Regions from separate parts of the Gasterosteus aculeatus genome. Here region 1 is linked to region 2. The links are chromatin contacts, called in public Hi-C maps. All regions are on one chromosome and are shown on one strand. The core of a region is the stretch at or near the end of the contact, and the rest is flanking DNA. Distances in the headings are between cores, read along the strand shown.

Region 1 (6,478 bases), core at 2,786-5,285, 130 kb after region 2:
ATATGCAGTATACAGTATATTAATGCACATGCAGTCATAAACCCAATGAAAAAGGATAGCACGCACATATTAGTCATGTTAAAATATTCATGATTCAGAGTCACTGAGCCTTTTTCTATTTTCGGATCGTATTTCCTCACCCTCAGCTCAAAATAAAATTCTGTAAGTGACCCTGCTTTAAAATAATTATTATTGACAGTCGGCCAATTTATTACTTTTTTCTGCAATGCTTCCATCTCTAACTCGACCAGTTCACCTTTCCTGCCTATGTAGCAGCTGTTTGTCAGAACATGTCCTCCGCTTACTCATACACAAAATCCTTCCCCTGGTTCCATCTCTCAGCACCAGCCGTCCCCTGACAGCCCCCCAATTTCCTTTCACATTGTATATTGTGTAGGAACAATCTCTGGATTAGACCTTTGTCCCTTACAACTGCTTTTCTTACCGTTTGATAGAAGTGCAGTCATGAATGTTGCACGGCTCAGGGACACACGTGTTGTTAGAGTGGAGACCTGGATGGATTTACTGCTCACCGGGGGTTAACTTTGCCTTTAACGCAATATGCCACCAACTGGCTTTAAACTTCCCTCAACCAGGTGTCAATCTAACTTTCTGCATTTCACGAGCTGCTCTCCAGTTTCACGGCTCTTTATCAGGAAAATTATTTGTGAGGCTGTTTTTTTTGTGTGTTTAGCTTTCAGGTCAAAGTTTAATGAACAGCTCTCTTTGTGTTTTTATTTCCGTAGGGCGACCGAGGACCAGCTGGTCCAACAGGTCCGTTTGGGGAGAAGGGACCACAGGTAAGTGAAAAATGAAACAGATTTCCCACAAATTATCATAGCCATATTATCTCAGGATAATGAGTATTAAGCTCAACCACTGAAAAATTAGCTTAAAGTCTTAGACAGATGTATTAGCTACAATGTTTGTTTCAGGGGAATGAAAGCTATTCACATGACCATAAATGTAAACTATATAAACTATTCAATGCTGCAAATTTTCTAGCTAAACATTTTTTAAAAATCATTCCATTCCGTACTGTAATGCTAAAAAAAAGGAATATTTTATTATACAATCGATATTGTATTTATGTCAGTTGAAATACCTGTATGTGTTCTCTGTCTCTGATGTCTCTTTGCAAACCTAAATCATCTATCAATCATCATTGTTAGGATGAGACCTCAAATAGATCTGACAAACTGTTTTTAAGAGGCGGTTTGATATCTCTCACTCGCAGTTTTATGCACAAAAACTTCACTCTTCTTTATGTTCATCTCGGGTTCAATAAATGTTATATATATACAGACCTTTTCCACTAAAGTATTTGGTAAATGTTATGACATTACCAACACACACACTGTGGAAATTGTGTTTTCATTCAAATCTTTTATACACTATTGATTCCCTGAAGAAAACAAGGTGCCGTTGTCCCGTGCAGCAGCGTCTCCACTCTCTCCCACACTGATGCTTGCACAGGTTGGCCTGCATCCTTCAGTTTCCTGGGGCCTTGCCTAATTTCAATGTCTGTGGCTTCGGGCATCGGTCCTGACCTAGCTGGCCAGCAGCCTGACTGATTGGAAAAGAAGAGAATTAATTTGGTGGCTCCCTGTCGGAATAGTTAGATGATTAAATCAGTGCTCGTCCGTGTGCATGTTTGACTGAGAGAGATAAAGAGATCTTTGTGTCATATTCAGGGAGTTATGGTGATTTGGTTGAACCATTTTTGGGCTAAAATGAAGCCACGTTGGTGAGGAGTTGCCGTTGGGCTTCGGGCTGTCAGCACAGATGACAATAATCTTTTTGTGAAGTTTGGTTTCTGTTTGAAGGCACTTTGCAGGGATTAACATTTCCTGGCAAAGACACTCAGGTCTTGGTTTGATTTTGTGGTTTTATTCCTGGATGGATGAGGATGTGTGATGGGTTGTGATTAGATGAGAACCACAGACCCAGGTGTCGCTCTCTTTCCAGTGGGTCCTGAGAAAGATGTAATATTGAAAACAATTCTGCAGAACGGGTCCAGGATGAAGTTTGGGCTGGAGCCAATTGTTCCCTCTGCAGACCTGATGATCCGTTGTAGTCGGTTCCTGCCCTGGTTTGTGGCCAATCCAAACCACACTGAGATGGAAGAACAGAGAACAGACTGGATGATTAAAACAGGGCCAGCAGCTCCCGATGCAGGTTGAACTCCCTGAGTGAGCTCATCCCTGTCACTTCAGTTTCCCCGGAGATCCACAGCAGACGCGGGGCTGTTGAGTTGAGGGATAAGAGCAGTGGGGAGAGCACACATCCCTGGGAGGGGGCGTTGGTGCTTACAGTCCAGGTACTTGAAGTGATTTTTTCCCAGCGCCACCTGTCTCTCGGGCTGTTAGTAACCCACTGACAGGTGGAGGCTGTGTTTGAGTATCTGAGCGCTGAGCTGAACTCCACAAACACCACCCGTGCGGACGTCCCCGGTGAGTCGAGGTGATGAAGCATGTGGTGGCAAACTTGTTGACGGCATCATCCACCGACCTATTTGCACTGCAGGTGCAATAATGCGGCAGTTTGGCTATAAAGTGGTAACTACTATGCCATTGCACAGTCAACCTTTCTATAATGTTTATTCTTTCTGTTTTGGTGTAAGGGCTATTCAGGGACACCAGGAAGTCCGGGGGACATCGGCCTGCAAGGTGCAGCAGTAAGTGTCAAACACTCGTCTAATACCATGCTGTGATTGTGTGCATGGGGATGATCACACGTAAATCCATTATACTAGCATTATATAACTTATATTAAACTTATCAGATAATTTGCTAGAAATTACTATTGGTTTATTGAGGAGTAATACATAAAAGATAAAATAAGGCTTAAGAAGTGCTGGGTTCCTTTTCAGAAATATCGACATTTGCATTCATAAAATTGCATACAATGATATTATCTGTCAAACCTGAACCGGTTTGCTGAATACTGTAATATGGGCTTTAAGGCCCCATAATAATATTTTTCTTAACTGTCCTGCAATTGTCCTAAAAAGGAATTCAAACGTTCCCATAAACAAGGTTTCTTAGCAGACAGATTGTTCAGTAGGTCTGCTGACGCCTTCGTAACGCGTCCATTAGGACTTGTGTTGATGTGGTATAAAAGACGCATTGAGAGATCTTTCCCAATTTAGAAATATTTACACTGTATTTTATAGTTTTTCTCTGCATTATGCCAAAGGAACACCTTCCTAAATGGCTACTACTTACCTGCCTTCATTCTGTCTCTCAGATCTTACTTGTGTCCGTCTTGATTTTTCTCACAGGGGCTGCAGGGGCAGAGGGGGACTCCAGGCGTTGCTGGGCCAAAGGGCAGGAGGGTAAGAGCAGTCTAACTTCGAGGTCTTTAAGTATCTAAGCCTACTTTTAACTCAACGACTGATGGAAACTTCACTCACCAAGTCCCTTGGCAGTTGGTTTTGCATCACAACCTATTTTCCACAAACCAAAGTTGAAAGCAAGAAATTGGCTCAGGTTTAGTTACAGGTGGATTCGTAATCTCTTTTGAAGGACGCAATGTCAGTTGGATTTGGTGCAGTAATACTGGTGAGACATCGTGTGGCTGAGAGGTGAATGACACCCTCGGGGAACGTAGGTCAAGATCATTGAGACTTCAGTATATCAGTATATCATTTTGCACTCGGAAGCAAATTAATTTATTTAAGAGCAGTTCAAACGATGTGATTCAACTGAAATATCTATCCGGGGCCAACTTTCTGCTCCTTCATATCACAATAATTGTTTGTGCACAACCGTAATGTACAACTATGAATATTTATTTTTCACTAATTTCACTAAACGGATGGTTTGCGTGACCAGAGTAGTTCTACCCAATACCACAACACCTCCTGCACATTACCACGTATCCATCGTTCACTTCCATTTTACCAGAGCAAAACATATGGCAGTACTTAATATGTCACGTCTTTACCGTAATCCACACGTGTCAGTCTGTGGTTGCATTTCCCGTCTGGCTGAGGTGAGATATACATCGTTACCCTCATCCGCCCTCCTCGTCTGGCGCCTGTTTTTGTTTTAGGAAAACATGTCACGCGCCATTGATCTCTGCACAGTTGAGAGATCAGAATGCAACGTAATGGAAGGAAAATAAAGCAAATCAATCATACTTATCAGTTCAGCCTTTGAGCTCTGAACGATCCAGGCGTAGACTGGAGCTGAATTATTTGCGTAGCGCCTTCGCTAGTCGATGATTTCTGATGAACTACCTCCTCAATGTTTCAACCTGCTACCGTCACAGAAAACCGTAATAACGTGTTTCACAACTTGTGCACAAATTGGTTGAATTGCCTTCCTTGCTTTATACAAACATGTCAAACTATTTATTCTGTTTACAAATGGGCCTGTCAGACCATCTAAACATGTTAATGATGGCATTAGGTTTATCAGTACCTATGGCCTAAATTAATGAATGTTATAACTTCTTACATTTAACTCATTGAGAAGAAGCAGTGAAACACTGAGGACAGGGCGCAGGTTACGTTAGCGTTGGTCACTTTGCAGAATTGATTGCCTCAATGAGCTTTGAACCCAGATTGGTGAAAGAGACAAACTATTAAGGGACAGAGAGAGACGAAGACAAAGCCATGTGTGTCTCCCTGGAGGCGTAATGGGAGTAAAGTGATCTGACAGGGGTGAGAGCCGGATTGAAAGCCAGAGGCTCAGACTAGAAACTGATAGAGAGACATGAAAGGAAGAGACATAAAAGAAAAGGGTGGACAAGAGAGGGAAGAGGAGGGTCTTGTGTTGTATTTACAGATTTGTATCTGTCCCCTTACCTGTAAGTTGGCACTACATTGCTGGGAAACCCATGCAATGTTAGTGGGAGTGGTTTTTGGTGGTGTTTCACAGATATATATATATATATATATATATATATCTGTGAACTAAGGTATGATGCTTCAAAGTATGTGTTACCTAAACTGCTCATTCTTCTTTGAGTGATGAAAGGTGTGTCTCATGTTTCCTTCGCACAGGGGCCCCAGGGTCCAGAAGGCCCACTCGGTGAACCAGGCCCTCAGGGCACCAAGGTAAAGCTGTGTGAACATGGGACAATCCTCCTGCATATTGGCCACAGTGTTACAGTTGAAATGATTTGTCACATAATGTGGATGATTTATTTCTTTTAGTTCCTCCAAAGTTTTCCAAAATGTGTCGAAACCTTTTGTTTTCAGGGTGAACGGGGTGACATTGGACCAAAAGGAGAGTCGGGATTCATAGTAAGTAAACTTTAAAAATGTTGCAAAATGTATTTTTGTCTTTTATCTTATAGACAGAAAAAGAGTTTTATTACATAACAGGCCACAACGTTTGTATTTTACATGCTGAACACATTTCCGGATGAAGACTTCAGGCTCTTAAGAAATGAAAACACCCATATTTTAGTAACGAAAGCCATGAATAATCCTTGTCATAGAAAGGCATCAACCTGAGGCCTTGAGGTTCACATACGCATTACTTTTGAACACTCGCGTGGAAAAGACATTTCCACATCATCAACCCTTGGGCCCCTCTAAAAGCTCGGCGAGTCTTTCATCAGTCTTTATTTGCAGAATGGGCCTTTGTCTTAGCACCTCGGTACCGAGTTTCTCCCAAACACAGTTATTATGTAGAGCTGCCAGCTTTTAGAGAGGAAGCCGGAGCTAAACCTAATCCTAATCCTAATAAAACCAACAAAGGACAAATATTAAAGGGCTTCATAACATTGCTCTGTAATATACAAAACATTATGTAGGAATTTATGAGCAAACAGTAGGTTTAAATTCAACAAACACTTAATTAATGTCACACCTATAACATTTCTACCTGTAACAAGTCATTCCAAATGACCTGGGCAAGAAACTAAGGAGCACATCCCTGTTAAACCCATTATTAGAAGTGGTGCTTTGCAGACATGAAAGATTACTATGTTTTCAGTATTTCTCTCAAAACGGATTATAATAATTATTTGGTTATTTGGTTTGACTGCTTGTTAATCATTTAAATAATGATTTCTCCTCTGCAGGGCAAGGCGGGCAGTCCGGGAGCAAGAGGCCCTCCAGGGAAGAATGTAAGTAATGTTTAACTGAATGCTGAATCTCTCTTTCAGCTCTAATTATCCTCTTCACTAAAGCATGAACCATCACTATGACAACAGCAGACACCACGCACTTGTAAAACATTCACACATCCTCTTTTTACCAGAAATATATATAATTATACCTTTAAGAGTGTGGACCTACAAAGTCACTAAAGAGGAGGTTGTTGAAGTTAAAAACAGGGACTGTGTATTTTTTCCGAGTACAATCAAAATATATGTGCATTTATCCCCCTTATTCAACTAATGTGCGTTGGTGTGAGTTTGAACGTGTCTGACAAACGTAACTGAAAGTATTCTGCATTTCCTGCCTCTGAATTGAAGAAATAATAAAGAATTGTTCATCTACTTTGTTTGTGAGTTTACC
Region 2 (6,782 bases), core at 3,605-6,104:
TCTGAAGTCAGCCTTTCCCTGCACCTGAAAGGAAATTGCTGAGTTTAGATTTAGTTATGGCCAATAACTACATAGAATATAAAAATGCTTTGGCACATTGTGCCTGCATTTAATTAGTGCTGATAAGAGACATTCAAAGTAGTTGAAGTTACCACATTAAATAGTGTGGGCTGCATTCGACGTACCTGCTAACGCAGCAGTTCAAGAAGCCCTTGTTCTCGTCGAGTCTGTACATCCCAGAATTTGGCAGGTCGTTACACCCCGACAGGAATTTTTGCAGCTCTGATGTCGGGGTCCCACTCTGCTGCTGCTGCTAAATTATTGGTAAAAAGTGACCGTTAGGTTTGCTATAATAGCTTCAAAAAAAATTAAAATTAGTTTGATTAACCAAGATACAAATCATCGACACAAGGTATGGAAAAATAATGTACAAAATTAAACTAGTAAAGTCACCTTAATGGTGTCATAGGTGTCGGTGATGATCGTGATGAAAAGGCTGAGGACCATGTAGATAAAGAGCGAAACGAAGGAATAGAGGTAGACCCGGCTGAAGATCCACACCAGGCTGCTCTTCTGCTTCATGTGGTTAAAGGTCGGGTACATGTCGTCTCCGTTGATCAGGGAGAACAGACACTCCGACACAGTGTTCAAGGTACGAAACTAAAACAAAAGGGGTCGGAGAGGCTTGACGTTAATGGTCAAGTAAAAGAAAAGTATTTCCGAGTAGATGATACCGAAAGTGCTCGTTATGTGGAACACTCATAATGATGCATTCATCTGAAATACTTTCAAGTTGCAGCTGGGAAAAGGTGCTGATATTAATAAATGATGTATGGCTTGTAATTTCTAACCCTAATGGTATGAATTACAAGTACCTTGAAATATCACTTAAAACAAAGGTACTTTGTTACATTTCACCACTAATTTCCTTCTAATATAAGAAGAACCATATTTAGAATTTGAAAAATTCAACAAAACCTTCTCATGATATGGGCCGAGGACGACCCAGCCGCAAAAGCAGTAACTCAGGTAGATTATTCCAGCACAGCAGATGAAGCGGATTACATTCGGGAAAGCGGCCCTTAGTGTCAGTATGAGAATCTAAAAAGGCCACAGATAACAACAGAGTAAAATATCAGAAGATTATCCTGAATGCCACACACATTTAGCTAATTCCCTGTTCAGGAATGAGACAAGTTGGTAAAGGTGAGTGTCTTTGCATTCTACAGGATTGTTTGTTGTAAACAATGTGGTATTGATTGCATGTGATGCCCATAAAAGTGTTATTTTACATTATACTTCCTGAAGTAGCCCATGTAGCGGATGACCCCGATCCAGACAAACATGGTACCAGTCCCAAGCAAGATGCTGCAGACATCATAACTAGTGAGGACCTAAAAGAGAAAAAGTGGACCCCTACAAATGTGAAGGAATCACTTCTATATACAGTGTGGATGACCTGATATTCTTACAATAAATCAATCTCAGTTTTCACATTACCTTTGTCTGGATCTCCATCTTGAGAATGGAGCCACTGATGGTCAATGTGTCGCTAACGATGATGAGGATATACCAACCATTCAAAAACTCCAACTTGTCTGACCACGGCACTTGGTTTCTGCTGTAGAGTGTGTACTCCTGTTAACAAATACAGAAGATTTTATTATTAAGTATACAAGTAATTATGATGAATATTAAATGAATGTCAGTACATGTATTTAACACCCAAGCCCATATTTTAGGTACTTTACTTCAATTTTATGTCACTTCATAATCCACTTTCATTCAGAGACAAATTGTTATTATACCAGCATTTTTCACAGTGTGACTATATAGTTAATTTTCATAAAGATATGAGCCATATTTCATATGAATTAACCATTGCCTAGTATGCCATGAAGAGACACAAAAAAGTGATGCTATTGTATAATACAGGTTTCATAACATGTGTCACAAGTTGTAACACTTCTGAAAAAAAGTATAAATAATGTTATGAAAGATATCTACCTGTGAAAATTAAACCAACATTATCAAACTAACTAAAACTAAACTGTGAGCATGAACAATCCTGTAACTTCTATCCTTCAGAATGGATTTGCGGAAAGTGTCGAGTCATTTGAATGAACTTACCAACTGCAGATGAATCCCGTTGACCACTGAGCGAGCGCAGAGGGCAAACGAGCCGATGCACGTTATGATGATGAAGCAGTCAAATAGCACAGTCAGGTATATGTTTCTAGCAGCTGAGGGAACAGAGAGATTAAAATGGCTCACACCCGAGAACAAGGACGAACGTCTTGAAACAGATTTTACTTCCGGCGGAGCCTCAAGCTTAGAGAGCCGCCTTAATGAGTCCGGGGACACGAGCGGGAGGCAAGACGTTGTTCATCCTAAATTCCGCTGCGCAAACTTACATGCTCCAGTTACTTTCCAGTCTCTGCACTCATTGATCTCTACATCGCTTTCCAGGTCAACCGTCATCCTGCCGCTGTGCGCTCGGTTGTCAAAAGTTATCTGTTAACAGGAGTTAGTCACGTTTAAGAAAAAGGACTGAAGTCAAAGTCAAACCCAACAGCTAAGGAGCAGAGACACAAGGGATTTTTGTCACGCCAACGGCAACAGCGAAGTGCTCGGATGTGTCCAATCATCATCATCATCATCATCATCATCAGACTTACAACAACGGTAAAGTCGTAGCAGTCGGGCAGCTCTCGATGTCTCACCGTCTGTAAATTTATGGCTTTAAGGACAAACGTGATCTTGACGGAGAGCATTCTGGAAGACAGAGCAGACGCATTACCTGCGGCGTCTCACATCCTGCATTAAACAGAGAGGAGAAGACTTTCGGTTAAACGTTACGTGCCAACCTTTTGAAATGCAATTTGAAATTTGGAAGCGCTTCCCTCAATGACGGATGATCCATCGGGTAAACGTTAAAGCAATCTGTTAGACGCCACGACAAAAGAGGGGAAAAAAAGTCGACAACAGAGAAGCAACAACTAAAAGCATTAGACGTGGTTTCAGTATTATGTTTCCTCACAGCTCAAACAGTCATGCATACGTACCAGTTTTTACTTGGGCATCAATTTCAAAGGTCTCATTGCCCGGGTAGATGGTACCGTTTCGGTAGAACTCCTGACACACTGTCAGGGGGTTGTAGAAAGTACCATTTTTCTCATATTCGTGATTGCCTACTGTGATGTTGTGCAGATGTCCGTACTAGGAATTAACAATTTACATTTGTTACAACCGTTCAGGGTTCAGAGTTATGCAGTTCAAAGATACAAAACAATAATGATGAATGCTCAAAAAACCATGAACAAAGTCCAATCCCATGACATGACAAAGCTCTTTGGTCACACATGAAATATGCCCTTAAATTCCAGTAATGATTTATCGTAGGAAAAAGGAGAAAAAATGTCTCGCTTGAATTAAAAAAAAAAAAAAAAGTACAAATGATGCTTTCTTGGTGTTTGTTGCAAGAAAAAGTAAAACCACAGCTAGAAGACAGTTACCTGTTCAAGGACGTAGTCGATGTGATCGTAAACATCAGCCTGTCTGTAAACAGCATTCATATCCATGCCTCCATTGACATAATCTTTCAAGAAAAGGTGCTTGAAAGTCATCAGATTCTCCTCCTTGAACCTGACGACCATCTGGTTGCTCAGCCCAAAAGATACTAACTAAGGTTACGAGAAGAAATGACAATTGTTATCTGGGTATTGAAGCAACACAGTTAACATATGTTCAGGTCATGTCTGAGATGTTCACCTGGATAGTAATAATGGCAATTTTGATGATTTGCAGTAGGAGTTTCCATGGTTTTCGGCCACGAGCGTGGTACTTCTCACAGGGGTTCATGAAGAAAAATTTGATCTTCCTTCTGAGACACTCCACATTGTCCAGCTCCTCCAGGCACCGATGGTCGTGGTCGTCCCAGGGAGGGGAGCCATTCGTCTCATGCATGTCATACAAGTCACTGGACTCCTCCATGTCTACAATTAATACAACAGTGACTCAAGTTCTATAATGCATCGTTTGTGTCCTGTTATTAATGCTGTTCAACCAAATACAATTGTCATGCGATACATCATTTATTTTTGAAGATTGTGACGTTCCTTTTTCTGTTTACACTGTATCACTGGACACTATTGACAAAAATTGATCATTAAACCCCTAGTTGAATTACTGTAGAGCTGTGGATGATCCATGGAAATCTATGGGTTATTTTTCCTCTTATTTTTTTGAGTAAAAGACACAAAAACATGGCACGAGCTCAGTAGAAGCTGTGAAATGCTTTCTACAGCAAATGGATGTTCAAACTGAGGAGAGGACGGAGATCCGCTGCCTAGATTGTTGAATATGCAACAACAAAGCAGCTCACATTCAGCTTCCGGCTTAGGCAATCCACTAAAAATGACTTTTTGTCGTGTGGACGATAATATGATATCCCGTTGATCACGGTCAACACTAAACAGTAGTTTTTTTCAATAGAAGAAACAAAATGTAAACACCTTTAGTCGTAGATTACTCACCGATGTCGCGCTGCCTGTTAATAAACTACTTGCGTTCACCTGTCACCTGCGTTGTGTCCGAAATGTCTTGGTCAAATAGAAATTCACGATTCAAGTGATTCAATATATCGTTGTGTTGTGAGAGTGAAAGTAAACTGACTAAAGCCGGTTGAACTTCGCGAGTGCGTGTTGAGTGCGTTACCTTGCGGTCAAACTCCTCAAGCAATCTGTATTGGCTCAGGTAATTTATGTCACGACAACCATACTCATTTTGCCGCTAAGATCTGATTGGCTCTTCGATATGTCCGTCAATACCCTGCCCGCCCCTTCTTGCCACCAAACACACACGCCCACTCATGTAACCACTGGCAACCAAACAGTCATAGGCGTGGGAAAAGTGTTGAGAGGGTTTCAGGCTTCAACGGTAAATGTTCATGAATTATCATTATTAATCATTCTGCCTAACTGGTTTATAAACCGTCGCCGTGAAGTGTGGAAGTGGCATCTCCAGCGGGCTTTAGGTCAGATACTTTATGCCTGACCACAGTGTCCGTTTCATTACCGTTACCAAAGGTAAGCTAGCGAGCCGCCATTGAACACCGACGTTACAATTTAGAGGTAACGTTAAATAATTCACTTTTGCATAGTTTAATTGTTTATACTTTAAGTAATGGAAGTTCATTTTTTTTATAGCATTACATTCGTCTGATGAGAGGTCACTAACTACTAACTAACTGTCTCGTATGCTTAGAAACCATAACAGTTATTAAAAGTGCCGATGTGAAACGCCATTATGAGGCACAATGAGCTCCTCTATGTGAGGAGGAGACTGTCACGTTATATTCTAAAAAATTCAATTATTAAAATATGTTTAGATTTATTGTTTATAATTGGCTGATAGATTTACTATTTATAATCGTCTGAGACTGTTGAGTCCAAATGTGAAACAGAAAAGGGGAAAATCAAGCAATTCCTCCCTTTATTTTGTTTTTCTGAAATGAAATATGTTCAGTTCTTTGTTACGTGACAATAAATATTCTCAAAGAGTTTTTGAATCGTACTGAATTAAGTTCATTTGATTCGTCTGTCGTGTGTTCATTACATGCAGATGTTAATACAACTTTAATTACACTAAATAGTCACATTATGGTCTTGCGGACCTTTGCTTCTAGTAATGTTCTTTTACATTTTAGTTGAATACCTCTGGTCTAATGCAAAGAACCTGTTGTTGAAAGTTGCTTTACAAATATATACTATAACAAATTAAAATTACGTAATTATGCTTTTTATGTGTTCAGAGGTAACGTCAGACCTCTGAACACAAAAAAACGTATTCATGTTGTGAAACCTGATTACTTCCCAAATTCCCCACTCACATGAGTAGCTTTAATCTTAACAAGTTTAAACTTATGTAACTTACACCATATAAACATATATGTCATCCGGAGGGCTTTGCTCTTATTCTTTTTCACAGCTGGAGCTAAATAGAGAGGCTCCTCTCTTCTAGGACCCTTCCTTTAAGTAAAAATGACCCGCTCCTCCAGAAGATGGCGTACGTGCGTTGATAATGACTTTTGGGGGCAACACACTTTTCTGCCACTGTGTGTGAATACCAATGTGCGACAGTTGATCAATAAAATATCAGTATGAAGATGTACAAGTTTCTGCGTTGTGTTAAACTTTCTCCGTGTCATTAGTGGAACTATTCTATGAGCAAGGATGCCGCCCAAGAGATCCAAAAGTGCAACAAGCAGTGCAGGCAGTAAGGGGAAAGGGAAAGGTGAGTGTATGAGTATTAGTATAGTGTTGATTTGATTCATTGTGCGCATGTTTGTCTCGTTCAAATGGAAAACGCACAGTAAAGAAATGGTGAACTGACAATTATTTTCCATTTAGGCAAAAGGATTCAGTCCCCCGTACATGAGACAAAGCCTGGTAAGAGAAAAACATCTACTGTTGTTCTTGTGTGTTTACCCACCCTGACCCGGATCAGAAGAAACAATTTAACAAAGAGCTTTCATTATTTCAATATTTATTTAAAACGTATTGCATTCACATCCATATCAACTTGAAGAAGCATGTTAAGAATTTAAGTAAAACTAGCTAAACCTAGCACGTTAACCACTTTTTCTGTAGTTTGGCAGATAGTTTCTGAATAGAATCTCAATTATTAAGTCTAGTAAATCCTACATGACCTTTGAATACAGATTACTAAAGCGTTATATTTACTTTATAGCAAATTTTTATTCAATCACCTTAATTCATTTG

Evidence for each region. Hi-C and Micro-C count contacts between places; a contact is called where the count stands out from the background.
Region 1: a Hi-C map of skeletal muscle shows a contact between it and region 2, with 4 times the contacts expected there. The contact joins the enhancer-like site here to the promoter of dnai3 in region 2. A contact is called at or near these places in 3 of 6 Hi-C or Micro-C datasets (skeletal muscle and whole body).

Annotation. Positions count from the first base shown.
Region 1 is chr8:9,966,291-9,972,768 of fGasAcu3.hap1.1, forward strand. It overlaps col24a1 (collagen type XXIV alpha 1), which reads left to right. Exons shown (of 60, transcript XM_078108108.1): 26 at 747-800; 27 at 2,624-2,677; 28 at 3,284-3,337; 29 at 5,012-5,065; 30 at 5,210-5,254; 31 at 6,040-6,084. Among protein-coding and RNA genes, the nearest start is that of znhit6, 21 kb to the right of the region's middle. Within about 2 kb of position 4,036, at least 1 of the 9 cell types and tissues checked has open chromatin away from gene starts, as enhancers often do.
Region 2 is chr8:9,839,738-9,846,519 of fGasAcu3.hap1.1, forward strand. It overlaps dnai3 (dynein axonemal intermediate chain 3), which reads left to right and starts at 4,855. Exons shown (of 24, transcript XM_040185229.2): 1 at 4,855-5,087; 2 at 5,989-6,070; 3 at 6,212-6,294; 4 at 6,411-6,449. The coding sequence starts at 6,234. It overlaps mcoln3b (mucolipin TRP cation channel 3b), which reads right to left and starts at 4,743. Exons shown (of 15, transcript XM_078108105.1): 1 at 4,717-4,743; 2 at 4,536-4,581; 3 at 3,772-3,995; 4 at 3,516-3,683; 5 at 3,066-3,219; 6 at 2,868-2,943; 7 at 2,679-2,775; 8 at 2,415-2,514; 9 at 2,131-2,243; 10 at 1,501-1,638; 11 at 1,293-1,394; 12 at 979-1,101; 13 at 454-660; 14 at 186-313; 1 more. The coding sequence starts at 3,993.